Linked DNA regions of Mus musculus: region 2 is linked to region 1. A link is a contact called in public Hi-C data. All regions are on one chromosome and are shown on one strand. Each heading gives the region's core, a stretch centred on a gene start, on an enhancer-like site or on the middle of the called end of the contact. The rest is flanking DNA. Distances are from core to core; before and after follow the strand shown. Region 1 overlaps Enpep (glutamyl aminopeptidase). Region 2 has its middle 50 kb from the start of Gm35787.

Region 1 (7,856 bases), core at 3,182-5,681:
ATCTGCCCCTGATTTTTCTAACTGAGAGAAAACATGTAAAAATCAGGCCATTCGTGTAATATTTTAAGAATTTCAATGTCTTCCTTCTTTGATATAAAGAACAGAAGAGAGAGGAGAAAAGGAAGAAAGGACGGAAGGGTGGGGGCAGGGAGGAAGCCAGGAAAGGTCGGAACCTAACGGCTTGATTTCCCAGTGATTGACAGGTAAGTAAAATTCCTTTGGCTCTGGCGATTTTTTCTTGTCTGCCATGATAAATCACTAAAGGATCGTGTCAAGGTGGGGAAGTTCTCATCGTAGACAAAAGTTTAGATTTGTGGGTAAGTTAGCTGAGAGATGACTTTCAGCGGAAACTCACAAGTTTTGGCTGAAAGTTTGGCCTTGCTGTGTTTCTGTTTGTTTCCTGAAATGCATCAATTCACAGAAGAAATGAATGTGTTAAATAAATACTTACCTCCTTTGTCTAACCTATTGTACACGGTGATCCTTGAGTTGTCATTATCAGCCCATCTGACTGGAATATTCCATGTGTAACTAAAAATTTTAAGAAGGAAACACTTAATCATGGGAAGCTTAAGTATCAAAATCAACCGATGAACACATTTTTCCTTATAAATGATTGGCAGTGCGTAGTACACAACACACACAATCTGTAAAATGTACTTCTGGGAAGAAGATAGGTCATGCCAGAGAGTTCTGTTTCTATAAATCTATAAAATGTACATGAAATTAGATAAGGGAGAAGAAAATCCAATATTCAGTAAAAAAATGTTTTGAAAGAAATATTTTTGCACAATGCAACTTGTATAAATGTAGCATTTGGAATCATAGCACGGAGATCCTCTGCATTCAAGCCTATGTAGGTTCAAGCATGGTGTGTTTTCTTTTATCAAATTATACTGAAATTCTGCCTTCCTTCCCACTAAGCATTACGTGTTCGTCTCTAAAGTTCGCTTAGTAACTAACTGCAGCCATGACATCGGTGCTGCAAGGGAAACTCACCCCCTAAGCTTATTTCAGTGGCCTCCTTTGCTATTTAGTATTTCAGTCACATCAGGGGAGGAGAAAGGGGTGCCGATTTTGTTCTACTGTTTGTGTCAGTTTTGTGAAATCAGAGGGTTGATTCTAGCCTCCCCCACCCCCAGCATGCCAAGGATGCCCTTTAACAATGAGCTACGACTTAATTTTTTATTTTGAGACAAAGCCCCTTTAGACTTCCCAGGCTAGCTTTGAACTCATTCTGCAGCCCAGGCAAGTCTTGAACTTGCCACCCTCCTGTCTCCAGTAGAATAGCTACATAGTTCAGGAGACCAGTGGCTCCCTTGGTTCTCCAGTGACTGTTGTGGATGCTTCAGGCTTACCCAATGCCACCTCCTTACATTTCTCTCCCCTCCCTGACTGGGTATGCTTTCCAAACTGGCTGCGTGGCAGATGCCCTCAGGCTGCTGGAGCCTGAAAGCCCAAAGATCCAGGAAACTTATTCCTCTGAATGTGGCCCTTCTTCCTTCGTGGTGGATGGGTGTGGTGACAACCTATCTTACCTAATCTGCCAAGTACATCTGAGCAGGCTCCAGAGCTTCCCTGTAGTTGGCAGCCAGCGAGTCTCTACAGATCCCGCTTCGTACAGCACTCCTGCAGGTGCCCCCACCCCCATCCCTGCTCCCTCCTTCACTTGCCATCTCCAGGTACGTTTTTAGGGAGCTCTACGACTTCTCAGAAGAGGAACAAAGCAGACTGTAACAAATCCCATTCTATATTCTTGCCGTGCTGCTAGTGCAGGGCTAACCGGAAGAACAGTCGAGCTTCCCCATCTTCCCTAGTGCCAGCCTGACCCAACCTGGAACAGCTGGGGGCTTCATGATCTATGAGCACAGTCTTCATATAGGGTGTTCTCCTCCCTGGGACTCTACCACACTAAAGGCTGGTAGAAGATGTGTTACTGGAAACAGATATAAAACACGCTATCCTGGGATGTCTAAGAGTGCCGTAAGTCAAAATGAAGGAAGGCAGTGGCGCTACTGCTCTCTTCTAATTTTAGAATCCTGATATTGTACCTAATCTCCGCTGAGTAAAGAAAAAGATTTGGGAGCATAATATGTCCAAGAGCAGGAGCCAAGTAAATGAAGGCTGTTACATGTTATCTAAATTCAGCAGTATCAGGGGTCGTTCCTGAAGGTGTAACTAGTGTTCTGACTGTCTTACAGGCTCCATCAGTGCTAAATATGGCCAGTCTAATTTTTGCCGCTGACACTGACTTAATCTTCTATGATGGCACCCCTACTCCCAATCTTCTGTCTCTTAATGTGGAATGGGCACCCGGGGTCCTGATAGGAAGAAATCCCACAGACAGAGATGAGACATTTGAAGAGATGGCGGAGACCACAATATGACTCACATAGGGTTCATCTGAATGAGAGAACTTTCTGCTCTATGCTTCTCCTAATCTTGGATTAAGCAAACAGAAAGACACTCAGAAGAGGTCAGTCAGCCCACAGTGTAACCGAGAGCACAAAAGAGCAGCTTGGAAGAGGGAGGGCTAAGCCTTAGCCTAGGAAAGGGCCAGTCCCACCCACCCCACTGTGGGTGAAGGTGCTGCTTAGACATTCTTATTCACATATGCTAATTATACAAGATAGCAGGATGCCTGAAAGTATTTATTGCTGTCTAATATTTTGATAAGGAGAAACATGAGGAAAACTCGTTTCCGTTTGGAAATCTCTTGCTTCTTTGTTCAGCTACTATTGATTTGTAACAAATTGTTCTCAGTGAGGAAGAAAGAGCAGATTTTCTGTTTCTTTTCCTGTGAGTATATAATTCTATTTTATAAATCCAACACAAATAAATCTACTTTATGATAATTTTAGAGGCTAAAATTCATGCCTGTAGGAATCACAATAAGATGCATACAATATCTGGTTAAAAACTTAAGAAAAAGATTAAGTATCAATGCTACAACTGTAATCTCTTGCTGAATAAAATTTAAAAATTTATGGTAACAAAAAGGGATTTTATTCTTAATGATGTGTTTGGTTCACTTAGTTGTAATTTTTTTAGGGGAAGGGTCTGTATAGACCAGAATGGATAAACCAGGAGGTTTGTTTCTGGTTTGTTTGTTTGTTTGTTACTCCAATCCCTCTAGCTCAAACAAAGCAAGAGCTGTCTTTGCTTAATAAATCAGTGGCTACCCATGACAGGAGGAAACAATTACTGGGAAACCTGCCTAGTGGAAGGTTGTTTTGCAAGACAGAGGATGTTGCTGCCTTACTCACTGTAACATCCAATGCGCATGTTGTCACTGGAGGGAACTTGGGAAAATACAAATGTCATCTGTCAGTGTTCTCCCTCCGGTCCCTTGATTTCTCACTATCCTAGCCAATGTCTCCACCCTCTATTGTGGCTTGCATCCCTGTCCCAGGCTTTCCCTCCCTCTCCTTCCTTGCCCACCCCCCCAGTCTTCCTATGCAGCCTTGTAGCTAGTCTGCCTGCATTCAAATGAAGGTCCCATCACTTCCTCTCTGAGCAACCTTGAATGAGTTGCATAACCGCTTTCTGCCTCGATTTTCACATTTCCCCCCCATAAAATAGATCCAAAGATCCTCTCCTATCTGTGTGGTTTCCATGTGGGTCATCAGATTTGGCTGCCAGTGCCCTCCCCCACTAAGCCACTGACCCTATAATTTGTGCTTTAACTAGATTTATAAAAATATACAAGAAATAAAAATGTAGATGATACAGATTTGTACATCTTAGTTGAATCTTCATACTTTGAAATTACTAGTTTTGGGGTTTTTTTGGTTTGTTTTGTTTTTGAGACAAGATATCTTTATATATAGCCTTGGCTATCCTGGAACTCAATCTGTAGACCAAGCTAGCCTCAAATTCTTGAAATCTGTCTGTTTGTCCCCACTGGGTGCTGGGATTAAAGGTGTGTGCCACCACTGTCTGGCTTAGAAATAAAGTTTTAATTAGAAGTGTTTAGATGAACTTGGTCCCATGTATAAGTTTATGTGTTTTATATATAAGATAATTTGATTAAATTTCAAAGTGAAGTGCTGCTTAAATGGTCAGGGGAATTTGCCTTGGGCAATTTGTACATAAGTTCATAATTAATAAAAAGTTTGAAGAGCTGGTGCTGAAAACCCTAGGCTGTCACATCCCTTCCTTGGGCACAAGCTTCTGGCCTGGCTCTCCAGTTTAACTTGACTAACATTACCCAATATGTTCTACTTTAACCACGAGAGGCACGGGCTAGTTCCCTCATGTTACTACTTCTGTTTCCCTTTAACAGTAAACATTTTCAAAATAAAATCATTCTCAAGCTTCTCCCTGGGTCACACGTGGACCTCTAGGGGAGAGTCTTGCCCCACCTTTTTTGGTGTGACTGTCGTTCTGTGACATGCCACTAGCCACTGAGGGTTTCACAACCAGCTCTCAGTTCACAGAGGTCAATTCACAGAGTTTGTTCATTTCCATGTGATACACCCATGGGACCCAAGGACAAGCTACACACACTATCCCTGCCAGCTGGCAAGGATCCAGCTCCTGCCACACTGGGTCAGGTCCTATCACTCGCCCACAGACTCTGCCACTGTGCCTAGCTGTTCACCCCTTCTTCGGACACTAGGCTTTCAGGTTTGCCTTCTTCATAGTTACCATCTCGTTGTGTCAGTTTTACATTTTTGGAGAATTTCTCCCAAATTTACTTCATTGAAAATTTTAGTCTTCCTTCTGGGTTCTCAATTTGCCTTTCGAAGGCACTGTGTCTTGTACAATAAGCACATAGCTTTTTTTTTTTAAGTCTGAATATTTCTTATAATTTTCTCTTTCTTTCTTTCCCCCCTTTTTTTCTTCCCATTTTTGGTTCCTGATTAATGTCCGTAGAGTCGGGACTTTTTCATTTGTCCACCTGGGATTGTTTAAGCTTTCATGCTTAGCCATTTTTCATGTGTCTTCTAATTCTCCACTGTCTATTCATATTTAAGAAAGGAGAGTTGAGTTGATCACGTTGTTGTTCTGAGTCTGCATGTGTGATGTGTGCATCTGTGTGTGGGTGTGCATATCCACTTGTGTGGACGTGAGAGGATCCTTACCATCCACCGTATATGAGACAAGGTCTCTCTGTTGTCCACTTTCGCGTATGCAGACGGGCTGAGGATTCTGGGGAATGTCCTGAGGCCACTATGCGTCTTACCATAGAGGTACTGGGGCTGCCAGTGCGTGCTGCTCTATCTGGCCTCACATGGGTTCTAGGGATGCAAACTCGGACCCTCAAGCTTTCATGGCACGTCTGTTACCAACTAAATCATCTCTCAAAACGGAATTGATTACTCTTGAGGGCTTGGATGCTACCCCTTCTACAGAGGAGGAAGATAGGTTTTGGAAACAAGCCTCTCCCGTGAGCAGTCGTAGGGGAAGCCCAGCCCATGCTCCTTGCAAGGATGGCTTTGCTCCGGAGCCTCCACTGTGGAAGTCTTTGGCTGTCCTCTACTGTTTTAGTATATTTGGAAGGGGGTGGGGAACAAGCCATCTGGATTCCTGCCTGCTGTCACTGCCAGACTTCTGAGAGTTCTCTAACAGTGAGGGCAAGAGTGATGGGTGGGAATGAAGCGGAGGAGTAGGTCCGAAAGGCACAGCCTGGGCTCACTACTCAACCCATTTTTCAGATCCTCTGTATTCTTTATTGTGCACTGCACACTGTAAGTGCAGAGCCTGCCTAGGGAGGTCACTGTAATTATCTGTCAACATCTTTCCCAGTTCCCTTTGGACCATGATTTTCCCTTTAGCCTTTCTCCCAGCATTCCATACTGCCCACAGCCCCGCCCACTCATGTTCAACACCTGGCTTTATTTTTTTCCACTGCTTCCACTCTTTTATTCTTTGATGTCCATGTCCACATAGAAGATAAACGTGGGCAAACGCTCAGTTCTGCCACTTGGCTAGCCTTGACCTCTCTGTTGCCTAAAGGCTGTACCTTTACACTGTCACATGCCAATCATACCACGAAGGCAGGACCTAAGTGTACGAGCAGTATTTCTGCTGAGTAATTTCTCCTGTTCTTTTAAAGTGAGTCATCTTTACCCGAGCTCTGACGGTGGCTGCGAAGGATCAGCTTTGGAGTCCAACAGAAAGCGTTTCTGGGTGATGTTCTGCCTTCCACTCACAGTGACCACAGGATAACCCATCTGGCTAGTCCAGGTGTCCATCACTTCTTTCACTGGCAGATTGCTTGCCTGTGGTTGGGAGGACAATGGAGCTCCATTAGTTTGTAAATGCGGGGAAATTAAAAATAATTAGTGATATTAAAATGTAAATTGCTTCGGAATTGAGCGGACAAGGCCTTCCTCACCTCTTGCAGTGAATCCCAAAAGTCGGAAGTTTTTGCATTCGCGAACTGGAATTTTTTCAAGTAAATCTGTAAAAGATGAGTACTTTAAAGGCCAGTCTTCCTTCACCCAAACCTCCCATAACTGCTCCTGGTGTTTCCATGGCATGAGATAACATAAGCACACACACACACACACACACACACACACACACACACACAAACACCATCCAAGAAACAGCAGTGACTTTCTTGCAGTAAAACATCATTTCCAGACACTGATATTTCAGTGCTGTTTGATTTTCATATGATTAAGTATTGTTTCCATTTTTCAGCCGTCTTAAAGGTGGACACTTCCTCAGTTCTTGAACTTAAATGCTAGTGGGTCGAATTTGCCATGCTAAGGAAGAGAACAGGCATGAAGTCTTTTGAATAATGATCAAGGTGGTTATGAGTAGATAGGAGAAGTTACTCACTTAGGAGAGCAAGTCTTTATTCTTCAAATACTTTTAAAACATAAATCTTTTAAATAGAAAGCTGTCCCTTTGGAAGTTTTGCTCACAAGATCTCTGCATGGGAATTTCAGAAGCACTGAGACAGCCCCCCACCCCCACCCTGAGAGCTATCTCAGTCTTTCCTCATCCCTTACCTGGCCAGTGCTGGGGGGTTGGTCTTTGGAGACTTGCCAGTGTTTCTGCTCTCTCCCTGTCCTGTGCGATTTAATGTGTGGGAATCTTACCTAGAAATCAAACTTTTCAAGTGTTCCCAGGGCGTAACTTTGTATATAACATTTAATCTCTAAGTTGCTTTAAAGTTTCAGGAAGCACTATATGTAGGTCACATTATCTTCTATATTCTTCTTTGTTCTGGGCACTTAGAAATAAAACAAACTTCCAATCCCAGAACCCCTCCAAACATGGCTGAGGCTGCCTTGGAATCCTGCCCCTATGTTAATTCTTTTGGTTAACTCACTACTCAATACTACCACCAGAGGGCAGACAAAGGAAGGAAGAAGTGTGTTTCTGATCTTCATTCCAGACTCTTAGTATATAGTAACACTTAGTATATAATAACAGTTCTAACTGTAGCTACAGGTTAATACCATCTTCTAGGGAGCAATGCCTTCATAAAAGCATCGTAGAGGAGTTCATTTGCTCAGTGGGTTGTGTTTTGTTTTGTTTTGTTTTGTTTTGCTGATTCTTGTTTACTTTTGAGACAGAATTTCCCTGTGTAGTCCAGGCTGGCCTTGACCTTGTGTCTATCTTGCTAAATATTGTTTGTTTGTTTGTTTGTTTGTTTGTTTGTTTGTTTTTTGGACACTTGCAACATTTTTTCAGCAGAGAAATAGGCAAGCCATCTTGGAACTAGATAGGGCCTTAAATATTACTTAATATAATGCTCCTGTTTTTGTAATGAAAGAAATGGCCCTGTGTCCTTGGAGGAAGAGAGGAGTGTCTGAGACTGGTTAGCAGGAATCTGACTGCTGGATCAATGTGTGGGTATTAGTTTGGCTTTTCCTCCTCTTCCTCCTCCCCCA
Region 2 (7,856 bases), core at 1,732-4,231, 180 kb after region 1:
TAGTGATCATGAGAGTGATCATGGGACTTTGTTTATTGCCTTGCTTGTTCCTGGCCTATTTGTGTTTATTGTCTTGCTTGTTCCTCAGCCTAGAACTGATCTTATTACCTGCATGTAATTAAAATGGTATAAAAGCAGTTTGGGAAAAAGAAATAAACCTGCCTCAGTCTCAGAACTGTCTGGGGTCATGCCACAGTGTTGTCTAATTGTCTTTTTTCTTTTTAATCCTCACTCCTGCTCTGGAGAACCTGTTGACCGACTGAGCTGGCTTGGTCAGCTATCCTACCCACTGTTGCATCTTTTCATTTAAGTATTGTCAAAACATAAAATAATACCATCACAGCCTAGAACATTGGGAACCTCAATTGGGGGCCATGGGGGTGGGTCACAGATTTTCATACCAATTTTAGTGTTTGCATACAGTATTGTTTACAAATCATTGGAAATTTTTTCATGTGGAAATATTTATTTTATGTGTGTCTGTTGTGTGCACATGTGTGCAGGTATATAGACTCAGGATGCTACCTGTCAAGGCCAGAGGCTGACACCAGGCATCTTCCTCTAACTGCACTGCAGAGACACGTCTCTCATTGAACCGGAGACTCAGCAGCAAGTCCTAGAATCTGTCTCTGCTCCACAGTGTTAGGGTTCAATAATTGCAGAAGAGTGATACCCCAGACCTAAACAGTATGCAAAAGCCAAGAGCTTTTATTCAGCTGAATTTCCTGCATGCAGGGGTCTCCCCATTTGGAAATGGAGACCCCTAGTGAGCATACAAGCTCAGCTTTTATTGTCAGTTAGGAGAATTCCAGGGACAGGTGTGTGCCCTTTTATTTTGATGAGTTAGCTGCATAGGGATCTGACTGATTCTACAATTGGTTAGGGCTCTAGAGACCTCCCTGGCTGGGGGGGGGGGGGTAGGGGCTGTCATTTATTCATTCTATCTACCTATTCTTACTTCAGACCGGATGACAAGATGTCCTCGGTTTGGCTGCATGCAGCTGTGGCTGACCACAGCTTCCTGGATCCAGGTTCTCATTTCTTGGAAACAGAAACCCAGGCCTAGTCTCTCAAACTGCCAGTTTGCAGCGTATCATGGAGTCAGCCTGGCTCTGGGTAACTCGGTCCTCTGAACAGTACTGCCTTGAGAGGTGAGAGGCATGTGCACCCACACCCAGCCTTCTACACAGATGCTGGGGACTTGAGCCTAGGTTGTCTGGCTTTCACACCACACACTCTTATCCAGCGAGACAACTCTCCAGCTCCATGTACGAAATCTTTAGAAAAAAGGGCTGGGAGATAGCTCAGAGATTAAGAGCACTAAATGCTCTTCTAGAGGTCCTGAGTTCAAATCCCAGCAACCACATGGTGGCTCACAACCATCTGTAATGGGATCAGATGCCCTCTTCTGGTGTGTCTGAAGACTGTTACAGTGTACTTACATATAATAAATAAATAAATCTTTAAAAAAAATCTTTAGAAAAAACCAGAGCTTCCTAGAAAGGGCTCATTATGCAAAATTTGCCCCTTCTTCAAATACACTGGCCTCACTTAGATACAGAAAGAATTGTCTAAGAGCGTAAAGAGATCAACATTTTTAAATGAGATTTGCGGTAATATAAAGAGACCATGCACCCCCAACTTCAAGTGAATTATAATCTTTTACTGTTAGCAGATAACGGGGAAAGGGGCCTAGTATAAACTCCTAAACCTAAGAACAGTGGAAGGAACATTGCCTGTTCCAGGTCTGAGAGAAGCAATCTCCCAAATTCCCGGGAGAAAGCAAAGGGAAGATAAGTATTCATGTCTGTGAAGGAGGCCAGTGAGATTCACTGTCCAGGTATATCCTGTCTTACACACACACACACACACATGCACACAAACACACACACATGCATGCACACACACACTAACAACAGACATAATCCCGTTTTTCAATTTACATATAAGAAAAATTAGGAAGACAATATTGTTGAGATAAAACTATCAAGCTTGGGACTAAAGCCAAGGCATCTAACTCTCTTTCTTTCCCCCAAGCCCTGCCTCGTCTCTCTATCTCTTCCCTCTCTCTCTCTCTGTCTTTCACCTCCTGCATCTCCTCTCCCTCTTCTTTCTCTCTGTCTCTCTCTCTCTCTGTCTCTCTCTCTCTCTCTGTCTCTCTCTCTCATTCTGTCATTTTTTGACATTATACCATATCTTCTCCCCCACCCCCAGGTATGAACCCCTAGTACAATGTTGACCTGCCACTGACCTGCAAGAGTTTGCTCAACTCCCGTTCAATGAGGTGAGGGGTAACTTCAGTACATTAGCTTCCTGGATTTCTGGACTTGTAAACTTGCCTCTACCCATATCACAAACCCCTAAGCCTGGTCTAGTCCATACCTGAATAGATTTTATGTGTTTTCATAGCTGCTGAGAAGTTGTTGGTTTTTTTTGTTTGTTTGTTTTTTGTTTTTTACCATTTAGTTTATGTCATCATAGAATAAGAATCCAACCTTCAGGAGTCCATTCTCTCTTTCTCTCACGTGGGTCCCAGGAATCAAATTCATGTCACCAAGCTTGGTGGCAGGTGCCTTTACCCACTGAGCAACCTCACTAGCAGAGTTTAGTGTTTCAAATGAAGATTTTTCAAACATGAAATGCCAACGTTGATGATTAAAAACAAAAGTTCCCGAACAAGCAAGCACAACGCAAAATGGGTGCCTGCCTTTCATGCCATTTACATGTGCCGGCCCACTCCTCAGGCGCTGAGCCTCTCAGAGCGATGAGCCCCGGGTCCTTGTGGCCATTTTAATTTCTGTTTCATTGGGATTAGCCTGTCTTCGAAGGTTTCCTGTCTCTCGCCGTTTTCATCCTCATCTAATCCATGAAGAGAAGTTGTTTTGCAATCTGACTTCCAGCAGCCGAGGTTGAAAAGATGACCATGCACATTTTTATCAGCAGTGTCAGCAGGTCAGACTTTGCACTGCTATCTGGCGAGAAGAGCTCGCAAACCATTCCCGACTTCCTAACAGCGTTCTTGCCCTCCCCACCTCCCAGGTCATGCATGGCATTAACGGTGCCTACTGTTCTCTTACCTTACATTAACACCAGGGCCTCGACTCTGCCAATGAAACATTAGTGGTTAGGCATATCCAAAGCTATGAAAGTCAGTAAATGATTGGAATTACTTCTGGCCACCCAGGTAAGGCACATTTGGGAGTAGTGACCAAATAGAAGATGATGAAACTGAAGAGGATACAGGTAGGTTCCTAGCTCACCACAGAAAGATCCCATGTATTGGAAGGCAGCCTAGCCCAGCTAAGCCCCTACAGACTCACAAGAACTATGGTCTATTGTGTGATGCCAAGATTTCACAGTTTGATTTATATTTTTTTTTTCAACCATAGCTACCTGGAACATCGCCTTGTGCTACTGGATTCCTGTTGCTTTTCAACAAATGCTTCCAAGGAAAAGGGGTGTAAAATGGCAAATACTTTTATCTTACAAACGTCTTAGTTAGGGTTTTACTACTGTGAACAGACACCATGACCAATGCAACTCTTATAAGGACAACATTTAATGGAGGCTGGCTTACAGGTTCAGAGGTTCAGTCTATTATCAAGGCGGGAGCATGGCAGTGTCCAGGCCGGCATGGTGCAGGAGGAGCTGAGTGTTCTACATCTTCATCTGAAGGCTGCTAGCAGAATACTGACTTCCAGGCAGCAGGGATGAGGGTCTTAAGCCCACACCCACAGTTACACACCTACCTCTACAAGGCCACACCTCCTAATGTCGCTTTCTGAGCCAAGCATATACAAACCATCACACAAGGCCTGTAGATGGGGTTGTTTTGTTTTCTTGCTATGAAGCCAAGGTTGGTCTCAAACTTCACATTTAGCCCAGGATGCTTGGGAACCGTGTAACTCTCCTAACTTAACCTCCAGAGCCGGTGGCTGGTCACTGTGCCCAGCTGAGAGTGTAGAAGAGCCCGAGGTAGGTGTTGCTGGCTCATAATATGTAATGCAAATACAGTAGGATCTTTCACAGTCACCCAAAGTGCAATCAGGGAACTGAGGCAGAAGGCTTGCTTCCAGAATGGCTAGCTCACGGGCTTACAATAGGGTGCCCCGTGTTGCCCGATGAGCAGGATACCTCGAGGCCTTACCATGAAAAATACTCCAAGGCTACTCCAGTATCCTCAAGCAGGACAGCTTCCTTTCCTATGAAAAGAGGAACACCCATGACTTGAAGGGCTAGTCTCCAATACCATACTTCCTCCATCACTCACTCAGCCTTATCATTAGAAAAGGCCAAAACCCCCAACACATATTCAAAGTCTGAAAAAACAGGCATCTTTCTAAGAGAGGGTGAGCTGAGATGGCATACATGCTTTCTCCAACACAGAATGCCATCCAGCTACATATTATACATCTCCGCCACATACAGTGTACATCCCCCCTACCAGTATACGAGTATACCAGCTATAGTGCATGCTCATTTGTTCTGAAGGATTCCGAGGCTCATCCCTGCCCTCATGTCAGACTCCATAATCTAAGTCAGACACAGGTGCACTTATCTGTTGTTGTATCTGAAACACCATTCTCACCCTTGCAGAACCTGTGCACTAAAAAAGCCAGCCACCCACTCCTCCCCCAGTCCCTTCAGCCAATGAAATGAAAACTGTAGGAGCCAAGGGACAAGATGCTAATGCTGTTTGGTGCACGTTGCCACTTTCCTCATTAAGTATCTAGGGAACATATTGTTCCTCTTTGTCCAAGAACACACAGAGCTGTGCCTGGAAACCTGAATGTTATCCATAGTGAAAGGATAAAATGACCATAGTAATCAAGAGGCTGGAGAGATGGCTCAGCAGCTAAGAACATTTATGGCTTTTTACAGAGGACCCAGATACAAGTGCCAGCATCTGCTTGGAGACTTACGCTGTCTGGAACTTTAGTTCCAGGAGATCCGACACCCTCTTCTGACTTCCTCGGGCACCAGACAGGTACACGTAGGCAAGAAAGATTGCTTTACAAAAAGGAAAGGTGGGGGTAAGTTGTAAAATGACTGCAAACCTGAGAGGTTATCAGTTAATACTTTTGGTATGTGGTGTCTGGGTTTGTCAGGGTTCTCTAAGGAACAGAGCCTTCGCAGTTGGCATAGTCCCCATCATAGCGTCTCTAAGTAGGGAGTTTAGTTGCTCAGTACACAGGGTTGCTCCTTCAGCAGTCCCAGTCTACCACCCAAAGCCTAGAAGGTTCCTGGAGAGATGCTGGCCCCAGGTCTGAGACAAAAGCATGGAGGTGCTGCTTCTGATACCAGAGAAGGAGGAACTGGGGAGCAACAACAGGAGAAGTTAACTCACCAGCAGTTAACAGTTGTGGACCGGCCTGGTGCTGTTCTTGTGAACCAATCACCAAATGAATAAAGGAGCCAATCACTGGACGAGTAGGCAGGACTTCTGGATTGGGCGGAGTAAGAGAGGAAGCAGGAGGGTGTTAGGTCCTCTTTGGAACAGGGCAGCAGAGCGGTAAGATGTAGCTGCAAGAGTATCGTGGCAGAGCCGCAAGGTTTCATCATCAGAGGAATCAGATTTTAATACGGCTTACAAGATTAGGTTTTAGCTGTTGCCCCCAGAGATTGAGTTACCATTTTTTTTAAAACTAAGTTTGTGTTGCGTTTTCCTTTTGCATTCAGTGGCTCTTCTGGGCTCCAGAGAGAAAGATACAGAGGCAAAGCAAAGCGTGGGCTTGCCTGACGGGCACCACAAAGGCCCATGGGGGATTTGAAGCATGGGGCCGGCATGGTAGCGACCTGCCAGTGGGAACCTAGTGAGCTGGGTGGAGAGATTGTGGAGTTCTGAGTCTCCAGAAGATAAAAACAGCTTGGCCAATGCCCGCCAGTACCTGGCTGGAGCGGATGCATGCCGGTTCTACAGTCTTTTTTTTTTTTTTTTAAATCCCGCAACCATTAACTCCATGCCCCACCTCTCCCCCAGTTATCTGGGCTGATCCCAGAAGGCACTGCAGATAATTTCACATCAATCAAGGCAATCTGGACCCTGACTAAAGTGCAGCTTCCTATTTAGGGGAGTCTAATTTGTGGCAGGGTGACATTAAAACCAACCATGATAGGGCCAAACACCAATAGTCCCAGAATTTGGAAAGCTGAGGCAGAAAGTTTGTAAGTTTAAACTCACAGTCTGGGCTACACACAGGCCCTATCTCAAATAAGAGTGAAGACAGCAACAATTTTAATGATAGTTAGGGAGCTCTGTCCCTCCTTAGCATAGCCATCGCCATTTTGTTCCATGCCTGCCAGCTATTTCATATTGTTGCTGTAATATGCCTGCCGGCCACTGAGACAGTAAAGTAACTTGACTCAGAGCAGGGTCATGCTGACCACATACCCTGCTATGTTCCGTATGCTCTGACGTTTGTTAATCTTAAGGAATTAACTTAATTAATTAATTAATTAATTAAGGACAACTGTAAGTTCCACGTAGGACCAATCAGAATAAAAATCAGAACTGTTCTGTCTAGCTAGCCAAAATAGCTTGCGTCAGAGCTGACCACTGGGCAGCACTTCCTGTACCTACATAGGAGCTCATTGTGGGTTTTGTGGCTTTAGCCTTTATACGCTGACAATGGAAGATGTTCATCTTCATGGCTCAGCCCCAGAATTCTGAGCTACAGCCCTGATGGATCAGTCTTAGCGTGTGTATTCAATAAACCATCTCTGTCTGATGGAATCAGTGTTCCTGTGGTTTGTGGAGTGACTCCTAAACCCCAACAATGGTGATGATGGTGGTGGTGATGATGGTGATGATGGTGATAATGATAATTTAACCCAGAACGTTTAAATTATGAAAAGCTCAGTTAACATAATGTCACCACTATTATAAAAGACAGTCCATACTCGGATAATATGTCTTACCAAACCGAACATATTTATACCAAAAACATCACCTACATAAACCCTAATCGTGAAGCAGTTTGTTTAAGTTTTCAATGGCTTTCAAATTCCTTTTCTTCTCTATGCATAGCACTTGGGACTTTGTTTTGCTTCATTTTGAGACGGGATCTCACTACTTAACCCTAGCTAGCTGGCAGCTAACTCTGTGTGCACCAGCTGAGCCCTGAACATGCTGCAATCCTCACAATTCTGCCATCACAGCTGGCTTGGAGATAACCAATGAAATCTGAAAGTCAGCCTAATGAATGGCAAGAAGGATGCTTGCAGCACATGGTGGGAAAGGGTGTATGTTCCCTCTTATCCATCTGTCCATCCATCTGTCTATCTACCCATCCATCCAACCAACAGTCCTCATCCTAGTTAAGTCCCCCTTCGAGAAGCCAGACTTCGATATAGTTTTGCTTTTTAATTCACTCTGTCTGATAGGTCCTGCTTGCTTTCTATCTGCGTTAGGATTTCATTGCTGTAAAGAGACACCATGACCATAGCCAACTCTTATAAAGGAAACCGTTTAGGTGGGGCTGCTTTACAGTGAGGAGATTTAGTCCATGGCAGGAAACTTGGTGGCATGCAGGCAGACATGATGCTGGAGAAGGAGCTGAGAGTTCTACATCTTGATCCACAGGCAGCAGAAGGAGACTCTGTGTGTGTGTGTGTGTGTGTGTGTACCACACTTGCCATAGTTTCAGCACATATGAGACCTCCAAGCCTGTCCCCACAATGATACACTTCCTCCAACAAGGCCACACCTCGTAATATTACCTATGGGCCAAGCAAGAGTCTATGGGGCTTTTCCCATTCAAACTACCACCCTTTCTTTTATCCTTTTAGTTCTGAGCCAGGATCTTACTCTATAGCTGTTTGGCCTAAAACAGCTTGGTCTGGAGACCAAGTAAAGC

What was found. A called contact is a pair of places that touch in the nucleus more often than the background predicts.
Region 2: a Hi-C map of liver shows a contact between it and region 1, with 2.6 times the contacts expected there. The contact joins two enhancer-like sites. A contact is called at or near these places in 2 of 15 datasets of contacts at CTCF or cohesin (large pre-B cells and pro-B cells), 1 of 484 Hi-C or Micro-C datasets (liver) and 1 of 9 other capture datasets (adipose tissue).

What each region holds. Positions count from the first base shown.
Region 1 is chr3:129,292,755-129,300,610 of GRCm38.p6, forward strand. Enpep (glutamyl aminopeptidase) reads right to left here. Exons shown (of 20, transcript NM_007934.3): 9 at 6,344-6,409; 10 at 6,076-6,227; 11 at 452-531. Among named protein-coding and RNA genes, the nearest start is that of Enpep, 36 kb to the right of the region's middle. Within about 2 kb of position 4,432, at least 18 of the 459 cell types and tissues checked have an H3K27ac peak or open chromatin away from gene starts, as enhancers often do. A contact at or near this core is called in liver, where this site is marked.
Region 2 is chr3:129,469,235-129,477,090 of GRCm38.p6, forward strand. No RefSeq gene overlaps it. Among named protein-coding and RNA genes, the nearest start is that of Gm35787, 50 kb to the left of the region's middle. Within about 2 kb of position 2,982, at least 10 of the 459 cell types and tissues checked have an H3K27ac peak or open chromatin away from gene starts, as enhancers often do. A contact at or near this core is called in liver, where this site is marked.